2 separate regions of the Mus musculus genome follow, and region 1 is linked to region 2. A link is a contact called in public promoter capture Hi-C data. All regions are on one chromosome and are shown on one strand. The core of a region is the stretch at or near the end of the contact, and the rest is flanking DNA. Distances in the headings are between cores, read along the strand shown.

The links. Promoter capture Hi-C pulls out the DNA fragments that hold promoters and counts their contacts.
Region 1: a promoter capture Hi-C map of stem cell-derived epiblast-like cells shows a contact between it and region 2, with 2.0 times the contacts expected there. The contact joins the promoter of Ciz1 here to the promoter of Prdm12 in region 2.

Annotation. Positions count from the first base shown.
Region 1 is chr2:32,359,057-32,364,979 of GRCm38.p6, forward strand. It overlaps Ciz1 (CDKN1A interacting zinc finger protein 1), which reads left to right and starts at 4,142. Exons shown (of 17, transcript NM_028412.2): 1 at 4,142-4,242; 2 at 4,749-4,923; 3 at 5,163-5,278. The coding sequence starts at 4,754.
Region 2 is chr2:31,637,625-31,643,891 of GRCm38.p6, forward strand. Prdm12 (PR domain containing 12) reads left to right here and starts at 2,413. Exons shown (of 5, transcript NM_001123362.1): 1 at 2,413-2,697; 2 at 4,579-4,769; 3 at 6,163-6,267. The coding sequence starts at 2,475.

The DNA of each region.
Region 1 (5,923 bases), core at 2,892-5,391, 720 kb after region 2:
TTGCTACCATCACCATCGTCATCATTATTTTGAGCAGGGTCTCTGGTAGCCCAGGCTAGCCTTGAACTCTAGTAACTGAAGATAACTTCATACTTATGATCTTTCTGTCATCACTTCCCAAGTGCTGGGACTATAAGCATAGGCCACAATATTTGGTTTTAGGCGGTGCTGGGGTAAAATCCAGGGCTTTGCAAGACAAGCACTCTGGTAGGTGAACTACATCCTCTACCATTATCACCACCATCAACAGTAACAACAACAAACAAGGTTTTGTTTATGTGACCCTATCTGACCTAGAACCCTCTACACAAGCTAGCTACCAAGCTAGCTTTGAATTTACAGCAATTCTTGGGCTTCGGCCTCCCGAGAGTGCTAGGATTACGGCCTTGAGGCTCTGTGCCTGGCTGGACCTCATTAACTTGAAAAGCTCAGGGCAAGTCTGGAGAGATGGCTCAGTAGTTATGAGCATTTGTTTTTGCTAGAGGAGCCAAGTTCAATAATCACAACTGTCCATGACTCCAGTTCTGGGCGTTTAGCACCCTCTGTGGGCTCCAGGCTTGTATGTGGTGCACAGACGTACATGTGTGCAAAACATATAAAAAAAATCTAAAACAGAGTAAAAATGACAACTTTTCTCCAACTAAAACATATTTCATGCAACATCAGTTGAACTCGTTGGATTTTAGAGGCAGGGAGAGATTTAAAACAATTCTGTATTCCATCTGAAAAAAAAATGTCAGGTCTGGAATTGTCGAGTTTACTTTCTGATTTTGGGGTTCATCAGACATAACTAGAAGGAGCAGGTTGGACCCTGGAACAAAGTAGGCACTGACATAGATCCACTGAGTCTAAGAATTTATTCTTTGATAAAGAGGCTTTTCACAATAGCAACAAAAGGGCCAGGGGCTGCCTCACTGAGTAAGAATACTTGTTTCAAAGCCTGATAACCTGAGTTGGACCCCCCCCAGAACCCACATAAAGCTGGAAGGGGAGAACTCTGACCTCTGACCTACACACACACTATGGCACACACACACACACACACACACACACACACACACACACACACTATGGCACACAAATCCCTCATAATACACACAAAACACGTTAGTAATAAAAATAAAAATTAAGAGGCAACAAAAGAGATTTCCACAGGGATTTTCTGTTTCCATGAGGGAGGTCTTTTCTTTCAAAAAACAAAAATATCTCTTTTGAGGGGCAGGAATCCTGCCTGCAAGAACTTGATCAAAGATAATTAGCTCCAAACAGTAGATCCAGAGCCTTTCTCGACCTCAGCTATCTTCAAGGTCTGAGACCACACACATTAGAAAGAAAGAAAGAAAGAAAGAAAGAAAGAAAGAAAGAAAGAAAGAAAGAAAGAAAGAAAGAAAGAGAAAGTCTCTCTCCCCAGATCCAAAGCAATCACTGCAAATTAGACAGTAAAACGCTGTTCCCTGCCCCCCACAAAACTCAGACTATATATAATATATATGGAGTTTGGGAACCTTCTAAGTTCACACCATGTTGTGTTGTCAATGTTTAATATCCTTTGAAAATCTAATTTCTGGTGGCAATGTGCTTTCTATTTCTTAAGAGGCAGACATTGTGGCTTATTTAGTTTTTCCCTCTGAAGTTGACTGCGTTCCAGGCTGCTATTATAAATAAGTTTTCCAGGAACAAATGTCCTGGCTTTTAAAGTCTCTTTTCTCACCGTTTTCCTGGACTACAGTCCTGCAAGGGGGGTTAGTCGGGCAAAGGGCAAAGGGCATTGAGAACCTTGACAAGGGCTCAGCAGCTGCGGGCCTTGAAAGATGCGCATGCGCAGTCAGCTTCTGCTGGCTTCCCATCTTCGCCAGCACCAGCATTATTTTTAGTGTTTTCACTTTAGCAACTAGCTAAGCTCACTGTGTACCGGCGTCAGTGCTAAGCATTATGTAATGTCATCTTCACACACACACACCCTGGAAGGGACACTTATTTTGCAGATCAAGAAACGGGCGGAGAGGACTCCTTCAGTCCCTCAGGGTCGCAAAGCCAGATGGCTAAGGCGATCCTGACTCCACCTTCACTACCTGCGCGTGTGCTCCAACCAGGGCGCAGCATCTATTTATTTATTTATTTATTTATTTATTTGCCGCAGTGTCTTACTAGTCCGCCTCTGCCTCTCAAGCATTAAGGTTATAGGCTGGGGCCACTATGCCCAGCCAAGCTAGAGTGCGGTTTGTTTGTGTTTTGTTTTGTTTTTTTTAACTTTAAAATAACAACAACTATTATTACTAATTATTTATTATTATTATTGCTGGCTAGCGACCCCCCTGCTTCTGCCTCCCCATGTGCTGGGTTCACGGAAGTTTTCCGACCGATGAATTTACTCCTGTCACTTAGATACGCCTATCCTTCAAGGATGATTACGCCATTCAAGCTTCCTAAACACGCAGACCCCAGCCGCAGACCCCCAGCCGCGGCCATCCCAGCTCGCTCTGGCCAGGATGAGCCACTTTAGTGCTATTAACGCCAACAACTGCGAAAGAGGTCCCAGTGGAGCGAGAACTCTCGCCTCCTGAGCCCATTACCCCCGGGCGAGTCCCGAGCCTCAGGTTAGCGCAGTCACCTGACTGCGCAGTAGTGATCTGTCCTCTGCGGTCCCTAGCGCCGCCGAGCGGCCAGTCCTCTCAGTCTACACTGGGCGCGAAGTGGGGGGATGAACAAGATAAAAGAATTGCCAAGACCAGTGGGGCTAAGGGGTGTCCGCAGTGGCAGGACCTTTTTAGGGGCAGGTAAGAGCCATTAAAGAAAGTAACTGTGTCAGACGTGGTGGCAGAAGCCAGCGGGTTTCTGTGAATTCGAGGCCAGTCTGGTCTATAGTGAGTTTCCATATGTAGCCATTGCTACACAACACAATGAAACGGAAAAGGAAATCAGAGGCTTGGGAACTTGTTAAGTGGTTAACGTTTGTTCTTCTTCCAAAGGACCCAGGTTCAGCTCCCAGCACTCCCACAGGTGGCTCACAACCATCCACAAACTTCTTCCTAGGGGATCAGATGCCCTCTTTAGACCTCTGCAAGCACTAGGCACATACAAAGTACACACACATACATGCAGGCAAAACATTCATACACCTGAAATAAGAATACATATTTAAAAGACGGGGGTGAGAGGCGGGCGTGGTGGCGCACGCCTTTAATCCCAGCACTCGGGAGGCAGAGGCAGACGGATTTCTGAGTTCGAGGCCAGCCTGGTCTACAAAGTGAGTGCCAGGACAGCCAGGGCTATACAGAGAAACCCTGCCTCAAAAAACCAAAAACCAAAAAAAAAAAAAAAAAAACCAAAAAAAAAAAAAACCAAAAAAAAACAAAAAACAAAAAAAAACAAAAACAAAAAAACAAAAAACGGGGATGAGGAGAGATAGCTCAGTGGTTAAGAGCACTTGTTCTTGCAGAGGAGCTGGGTTCGATTCCTAGCACTCACAAGACAATTCACAAATGTTTCTAACTCTAGTTCCAGGATGTACAAGATATACACGATATACAGATACACATACGTTCAAAACACTCATACACATAAACTAAATCTTTTTTAAAAAAATGTAAAAAACAAAACTATTTTTTTAAAGCTGAATTCACCACACATACGCGCGCCCGCTTGCTCTTGTCCCAGCCCCACGCGGGCTCGGGATCTGGGGACAGTGGTGGCATTGGGGAGGTCAGTTGGGATCTGACCGACTGTCGGTCCCCTTTGCCCCTGCCAGATAAACAGACGGCCGTGGGAACTCAGAATCGCCCCTTCCCGATGCTGGGATCTGGGGACAGGAGCCTACGCTGCCCGGCGCCTCATAGCACCTGGGAGCCACCGCGGCTCTAGCGATTGCAGATTGGTCGCGGTCCCCGCGACGTGACCTGCGCGCGAGGCTTGTTCGCCCGCCGCGGCGTCCGCGCTGAGGCCTCCGCACCTCCAGAGGGCGCTCTGCGCGGGAGTGGCCAGCCGCTGGGCCTTCGGAGTGTCCCGGTCCGGTCACCGTCCCGAGCAGCCCGGGAGCTCCGGAGCCCGCCTTACGAGTCAGCTCGTGGCTTTCACGGTTTCGGTTTTCGTGGATTGCCGGGAGGTGAGGGGGAGCCAGTGTGGTGCCCGCCCCGGAAGCGACAGTGGAGGAGGGTTGGGCACCCCGGGAAGGGTGGACCGCAGGGATAGCGGCTACTTGCAGAGAGCCTACGGGCTTTGTGGACAGGCGAGGCCACAGGATTAGTTAAGTGGCGTTGGCTATATCTGCGAGGGAAGGGAGTGGAGGGATGAGGGACAACGGAGCGGGGTGGGGGTGTGCTGCGGCGGACGGAAGCGTTTCCCATCCAGGGTTCATGGATTTAAGTGACACAATTTAGGGAGAGGACAGCGGAATCCAAAACAGGGAAGTGTGCACGGGAAGCACCAGGAAGTGTAGAGTGACTGACAGGCAGGAGATGGGAGTGGAAAGGTGTGCTCCGATTAGAAGGTTGGACCGCCAGAGTTGAAGAGATGGGAGGGAAGATAAAGAACTGAAGGCGTGTCTGTGTGTGTATCCTGTTCTGGCAGCTGACCGGAAGAACTGGAAGCCCCGAAGCCCCGGGTATAAATGCAGCGTGCTCTTGGCGTGGGTGGGACTGTGTAGCGGTGAAGCTTAGCAGGCGTTATGCTGGGGTGGGTGTTTTGGGAGGGGAGAGAAGCTGGATCATCCCAAAGTGGTGATCTGACCCTACCCACCATACCCCCTTCAGCCACCATGTTCAACCCGCAACTCCAGCAGCAGCAACAGTTGCAGCAGCAGCAGCAACAGTTGCAGCAGCAGCTCCAGCAGCAGCAGCTCCAGCAGCAGCAACAGCAGATACTGCAGCTCCAACAGCTGCTGCAACAGTCCCCACCACAGGCCTCCTTGTCCATTCCTGTCAGCCGGTGAGTTTTCCACTTCCAGGAGCAGTCTGAGGTCTGACGGCTCAGACCCACATTTTGGAGCCTGGCTCCCAGTAGTTATTTTTTCCCCAGGGGCATCCTTGTTTGAGTATTAAATGTCATCAGTTTCTACCTTGGAGGGGATCCTCCATCTGCCATTGAGATGGAGAGAATGGAGGTGAGAGACCTCCGGGTAGATGGCTTTCCCAGGACCCCTCTGACACCCTACTCCCATCACACAGGGGCCTCCCCCAGCAGTCATCCCCGCAACAGCTTCTGAGTCTCCAGGGCCTCCACTCGACCTCCCTGCTCAATGGCCCCATGCTGCAAAGAGCTTTGCTCCTACAGCAGTTGCAAGGTATGGCAGTTCCCCGTGGCCCTCAGCTTCTTCCTAACCCATTCATTCTTACCAACACTCACAGCGGCCCTAACAGCATCCTTATAGATGAAGATACCAGGCTCCCAGGAGATGAAGTCCACAGGCTACTCTGCTAAGTACAGGGTTACCGGGCTACGGTGCTGGCCGTTCCTGCCTCTGCTGATAAACCTAAGGGGAGGCACACCCGTAACCCCCCTCTACAAATGAGGATAGCAACCTGAGGCCCAGAAGAGGGACCATGTGCCCATAGTCACAACACAGGTAGAAGCTAATTAGACAGCCATCACTTGGTATCCCTACCAGGACCCCAGCGTGGACAGCCTTTCGGGGTGACTTTCAAAAGATGCGTGGATGATTCGAGAGAGAAAAAAATCCCACAGCAGGTCACAATATGCACATATGTACACCACCTTTTCTTTTCCCATTTTAAAAGTTATGCTTGTCATAGTGAAAATAATGTATTAAAATAGAAAAACAACAACAGCAACAGTAAAAACCCACGGGGGCCGGAGAGATGGGTCAGAGGTCATGGGTCAGAGGGCAGGAGTTCTTGCTGCTCTGCAGAGGGCCTGAGTTAGGGTCCATCACCCACACAGGGCAACTCCTGATGCCTGTGACTCCAGC
Region 2 (6,267 bases), core at 1,163-3,662:
AGACAGCACAGCACATAGTTCAACTCAAACCACTGTCAGGCAGGAGCCCAGAGGTCCGGAGAAGAGAAGGGCTGTCCCCAGGATGCTCTGCTGTCTTCCGTTCCCTTTAGTCTGCCGCAAACGCTGAGGAAGGCTTTCGGGGTTGGAGGCTGAGTGCCCCAGTCCTGGCATTCTTCTGCCCAGCTCAGTCTCCTCTCCACTTAGATCCAGGCGCCGGTCAGGCTCTCTTGCCACCGAGCCATTGGATTCCATACTCCTCTCCAAACTGGACCTCTCCGCGAAAGGATTTAACTCACCGGCGGCATCTGTAAGGAACTCTTACCCGCCGGCAGCCCTTGCTCCTCTGCAGCGCTGCCCTCTGCTGGCGCCCTGCCCGTTGGTCCCTCTCCCGGCCCGGTACACCCACTCTCCACTGGGCTCCAGAGGTTCTGCTTCGGAAGACTTCCTATCGCCGGCTTGGCGCTTTAGTCTCCCGCCTGCCGGGCTGAGGATGCCAGACCACTGGCTCCGACTAGGGCTTATATAGACCTGGGATCCCATGGTTGCCAAGAGCGAGGCAAGCTTAGCTCTGAGGAGCTGGTGATGGAAAGGGTTCTTTTCCTAGCGGCATTAGAATCTGATTCGTGGGTCAAATCTCAGTCCCGAGCTGCCAGCGCTATCCACGCCCAAGTCACAGGGCTTCGAAGGCCTGAAGAGTCTTCACTGTACAGTGGAGCCCTAACACGGGAACTCACACAAACCAGCCTCCAGGGCTGCGGAACTTTCCTTTGCGTCACCTGAAATTGCAGCGGGAGTAGGGGAGGGGGCTCTGAGGACTTAGGCTGTTGAGTGAGGTGTGCCCAAAGCCGCTCCAACGTTTCTGGAGCTGAAGGTGTGGGGGCAGTCTTAAGGCTATCCAGGAGACTTCGGTGCACACAGGAAGCCGTGATCTTCCCGACTTAGCAACTGTTTCTGAAGAGGTGTGGAGCTGGCTCCCAGGTACCTTGGAAAGACTATACAGAATCCACTGGAGGAGGGGGAGAGCGGGAAGGGGGAAGGAAGGAAGAGAAAGGAGCCAGGAAAGAAAGAATCATCATTAAGAGACCAAAAAGAAAGAGGAACGTCTGGTGGCTTCCTAGGTTGAAATCCCAGTAGACTGATTCCAAAGCAGGGCCCAGCAGATGGCTTTGCCCTGGGCCGTCCGCAATTTCAGAGGCATTTTGGGTGTCTGCAATTCCCATCTTGCATTGCTCTAGGGTATTCCACAGATGTGAGTATCTGATGACCTTTCAATACTCCCCACCCCAACTTAGTACTCCTAGGGCTGGTAACCTTTCTATGGTAGGTGAGATCCAGCCCCGACGGCGACTCCTCAGCAGCCCTCTGTGCTGGTGACGGAAGTTTTACACTGGCTGTGCGCAGCGAGCAGAGCTCTTGGGGAGCCCGTTTAGGACGAAGCGCCCGCTTGGGTAGCGCTGCCAGCGCAAGAGATCTGCATCTCCCAAGCTGTCCGGGTTGCCACCGCAGCTTAAGGAGTGAAGCCTCTAAAGAGCAGAGGGTGTGGGACGAAGGAGAGGTGGGGATCGGACAGAGTACTGGGCTTGGTTAAGGAGATAGGCAAAGCACCGGCAGCTCTGGGAGTGGCCCGCAGAGCTAGGAAGGTGAAGGCCTAGCTTGGGATCCACAGTGATCAAGGATCTTGCTTAGCCCGGGTGAGCATGGGGACCCGCGGGGTTTGCAGCCATACGCCCCCTCTTTCTCAGTCTAGTCCCGGGAGTAAAGGCAAGCCTCGCTGCGCAGCATCCCCTACTTCAACACCCGTCCCCCCCCACCCCCCTTCCTCGCTCCGGGCCGCGAGTTGAGCCTCCCTCCCTGCCTGGAGCTTCCCACGGGGAGAAGAGGAGGAGGGGGAGGAGGAGGAAGGCTGGGGGGAGGGAGGAGCAGAGGGAGACTATTCTGAGCGGTCCGCACGCTGCCCCCGCCCCTCGCGCTGTCGGTGAAGGCTCCTTCGAGCCTGGCCGGGTACAAGTCTGTCCTTCGACGTCAGGGGGTCATTAATAACCAATTAGGAGGGTCACTGCAGCTCCTATAAAAGAGCTGAGATTTTGCTAAGGGGAGGACGGTCCTGGCTGGGTGTATAGAAGGCTAGTGGGAAACCGAGAGTCCTTGGTCGTTGTCTCTCTACAGCCACCCGCCGCCCACCCTTCCCGCACCCCTCCTGGTATCCACCCTTGTCTCCACCCGCGGACTTCCAGCCCTCCGTGCTGCCTCTGCCATCTCTGCAGATTTTGTGAATCTCCGGTTTGGCTCCCTGTCTTCCCAGCCATCTCTTGCCACGCACTCCCCAGTGCACCCTCCTCCTGCTCCTCTTCCTCCTCCTCCCTCGTGTTGTGTCACCCTCCTCTCCTTTCATTCCTTTGACCCCTCTTCGTTGCCCACCTCTCCGGAGTCCACCTAGCCGTCCTTCGGCGCCCGCGGCGAGCCCTCCGCCGCCCATGATGGGCTCTGTGCTCCCAGCTGAGGCCCTGGTGCTCAAAACAGGGCTGAAGGCTCCGGGGTTGGCGCTGGCAGAGGTCATCACCTCCGACATCCTGCACAGTTTCTTATATGGCCGATGGCGCAACGTGCTAGGCGAACAGCTGCTGGAAGACAAGAGCCACCACGCCAGCCCAAAAACGGCCTTCACGGCCGAGGTCCTGGCGCAGTCCTTCTCAGGAGGTGAGTGTGCCGTCGGGGCTCCACTCCTTCGCTCTTCCTGGCTACCCCCAATTCTCAGGTTAGCGGCACGGGTCCAGATGGGGAACACAGGGGCTGGGGCTGCCGCTCCCAGCCAGGATGCGCTCTCCCTAATCAGCGCACCTCAGTTTTTTCGTGGGTCCAACCTGGGTTGCAACGGCCTCATGGAAGCAGAGAAGAGGCATGTAGGAATGCAGGAGGCTCAGGGACCAGATCCCAACGACCGGAGCGACTTACCTCGGTCAGCCCGGGCTCTCCTGTGTCGTCTCTCCCCACCCCATCCTCCAGCCTGGAGCTGGCGGTTTCCTGGCATTAAAAGCCTTACTGGGCGTGTAATAGCAGTTGACTCAAAAAGAAGGGGTTTTAAATTCATTTGGTTAACTTGGGCTTGACCCGCGAAAGTTCCCACTTAAACCACAAACTTTAAAAGACAGCCGGGGCCGGGAAGGGGCGGAGGGCGGGCAGGCCGGAGAGAAAAAGCCGCAGAGAGCGAGGGAGAGAAAGAGAGCGAAGAAAGTTTCTTTTCTTTAAGATGTCTCAAGTTCTTATTCCTCATTCGTCACCCCGCAAACAATATCTTTCCCCAGCGCTGGCGTCTCTGAGCGACGCCCTCTCTTCCCCTTTAAGATCGCTGTTCCTCTCTTAATTTACCGTGAAGACTAATTCCACTTCCATTCACGCTATGTCAACCATCTAATCCTGCCTTTTTGTAAGGGGAATTCCTCGGCCCCTTTTAAACAAGTCCCCTCCGCATTGAGATACAATTTACTGCTACAGCTTTCTTCCAGGGCTAATGAATTTAGAATTAGCAATTTCTTTCGAATGGAACCGAATGAATGCGATCACTTTAACAGCGTGACAAATTGCCGGCCGCTCCGCAATGGACACCGTTTAACCCCCCCTTTCAGCCGGCCGGCTCGCCGGGTATTTTCCCAGGTAGCTTAGAGGGGAACCTTGTAAGACATGGAGGCCGCCCCTGTGTGCCTCAACGCTCCCACCCCTGCCGCAGAGGCCCCACCGGGGATCCTCTCGGGGTTAGGGACCGCTGGTTCTTCCTCGCCCATTAAAACGACTTCAGAGCTCGCCTGATCCGGGTGCCGCCCTTTCTGGCACTCTAGAACTTGGGAGGAGAGAGGTATACTGGCGTGCCAGGGAAGATCACGGGGGAGGGGTGTGTGTGTGTGTGTGTGTGTGTGTGTGTGTGTGTGTGTGTGTGTGTTGCCTCAGAGTTTAGTGAGTAGAAGCAAGTGTTTCTTTTGCGCGGGTGCCACCTTTCAAACTAGGGATCTGTCCCCAGTGCTGATCGAGTCCAGGAGACACGCAGTGAACTCAGAGTCACCGGCTGAAGAGCTAGGAACAAGACTTAGTGTCCCGGGTTGGACGATACCTCTTCACCAGACCCGGCCTCAGTTTCCCTGTCTGTAAACACAAAGTGGTTTCAGTAGTTCCTAAGTTTTTCCGCGATGGAAGACCGGTGAAGGTTGTGGATGTTTGGAGAATTTGTGGAAAGACTTTTAAATGAGCTCTAAAAGCTGGTGATGTAGCTCGGCGGTGGCGGAGCGTTTCATGCGCAAGGGTTTAGGTTCGATCCCCAGTAACTCTCCGCCCACAAGAAAAATAAAAGAACCATCATGCACCGCTTGCGTTTAGAGGGCACCGAGGGTCCTGGGTTGTAAAATGAGGTTGAACCTCTGCAAGTAGGCCTACAAAGCGCCATTGGAGAGATTTGCCACTGGAGAGAGTTGGGGCTGCTTGTGCTCGCAGGCGCGAAGCAGGGCAAGAAGCAGGGCAAGAGCGCATCCGGGATGGGAAGGGCAGGGCCATCTCTGCGCAGATATGACCGCCTTCCTCTAATCCTCGCAGAGGTGCAGAAGCTATCTAGCCTGGTGCTGCCGGTGGAAGTGATTATCGCTCAGAGTTCCATCCCAGGCGAGGGCCTTGGCATCTTCTCCAAGACGTGGATCAAGGCAGGCACGGAGATGGGCCCCTTCACTGGCCGCGTCATTGCCCCAGAGCATGTGGATATCTGCAAAAACAACAACCTCATGTGGGAGGTAGGCGGGAGCTTTGGAAAGGGATTCCAGTTGGCAGGTGGGTTGTATCCACTGGCGGCAGAAAGGAACTCTGTCTGGCCCCTGCCAGAGCTTCAGTTCTCCCTAGGAGCTGTAGATGCTGGAGTTTGTACATTCCCTGGGAGTAAGACTCCCAAGGCCTGGAGCTTTCTCTGCCAAAGGTTCTTTCTCTTTTACCTGTTTTGGGAAATGTCCGAGTGCTCTTGTTTCCAAGTCTCCCAAGCAAGGCGTTAGCCATACTTGTACCACCTCGCTGAGATCCAGAGGAGTCCTGATGCACACAGGCTGGGAAGAAGTCATCGCAACTCACATTCTTCCCCTGGCTTTAGAGGCAAAGAGAGTTGGTCTCTGAGGGTGGCCTATGGTGAAGTGTGGCTGGAATGGAGGATAGCAGAAGCTGAGTGTTTCTTAAGAATATGTTTCTCGATCCCAGGCCTGATGGCATCCAAAATAACCATGGCTGACTGGGTGTTGAGTCAGCAGTCTGATTCCCCAGCCTGCAAACTGTGAGGTCAGACCCCCTCAGTTATTATTCTCATTTTACAGGAGATGGGTATCTGAAAGGCTTCCATCCCTGGCCTTTTGACGCTAGCCCACCTCTAGCAGTATCAGATACGGGGATGCTGGCCCTGTGGTGGCTCTTCCCCACCGTTCTTCCCATGCAGACCCACAGTAACCAGATGCTACACCTACTTCTCCATCTTACTGCCTCTCCACTGCCACCCTAGCAGCCGCACCTGGCAGGAGCCCAGCGAGCTACGGTGCAGCTGTTTACAGGACCTGGATGAGGAGAGCAGAGAGATGACCCCAGCCCCTGCCTTCTCCCTATCCTGGACACTCTGGGCCTAGTGGGTGTCTTCCAGCTGTTGCCCAGTCAGGAAGCTAGGATGTGGTTTGACCTCTGAGGATCCTTAGCAGCTTCATGGAGAGGCTTAGGCCAGGACAAGAGACACCAGTGAGCTAGATTTGCCTCTCAAGCTCTTGTGTCTCTCTCTGCGGCCCTGTGCTATGCTCTCCACTGCTCTGCCTCAAAAATTTGCACCCTTAAGGACAGGTAGCCAAAGACCATGTTGCCTGCTTGGGAGTCTCTTAGAGAGCTTTTTCTCCTGTGGGTGGAGGGCCTGGTCACAGTGAGCCCATGGGTCCCTGAACGCTGACTCTCTATTGATCTTTTGCTTCAGACGAATCTCGGTCATCATCCCTCCCACCCCCGCCCTGCAACTTCCCTTCCTTGGACTGGAAGGCATAGCCGACAATAGCTTTATTGACTTCTCAGAGCTGTTGGGAGAAAGGAGAATGTCTGCAGATGAGTCTGGCTTGGGTCACACATGTGGCCTGGCCCTTCCTCACCCATCACTGCTCCACTCATACCTAGGTATTCAACGAGGATGGTACAGTACGCTACTTCATCGATGCCAGCCAGGAAGACCACCGAAGCTGGATGACCTACATCAAGTGTGCCCGGAATGAGCAGGAGCAG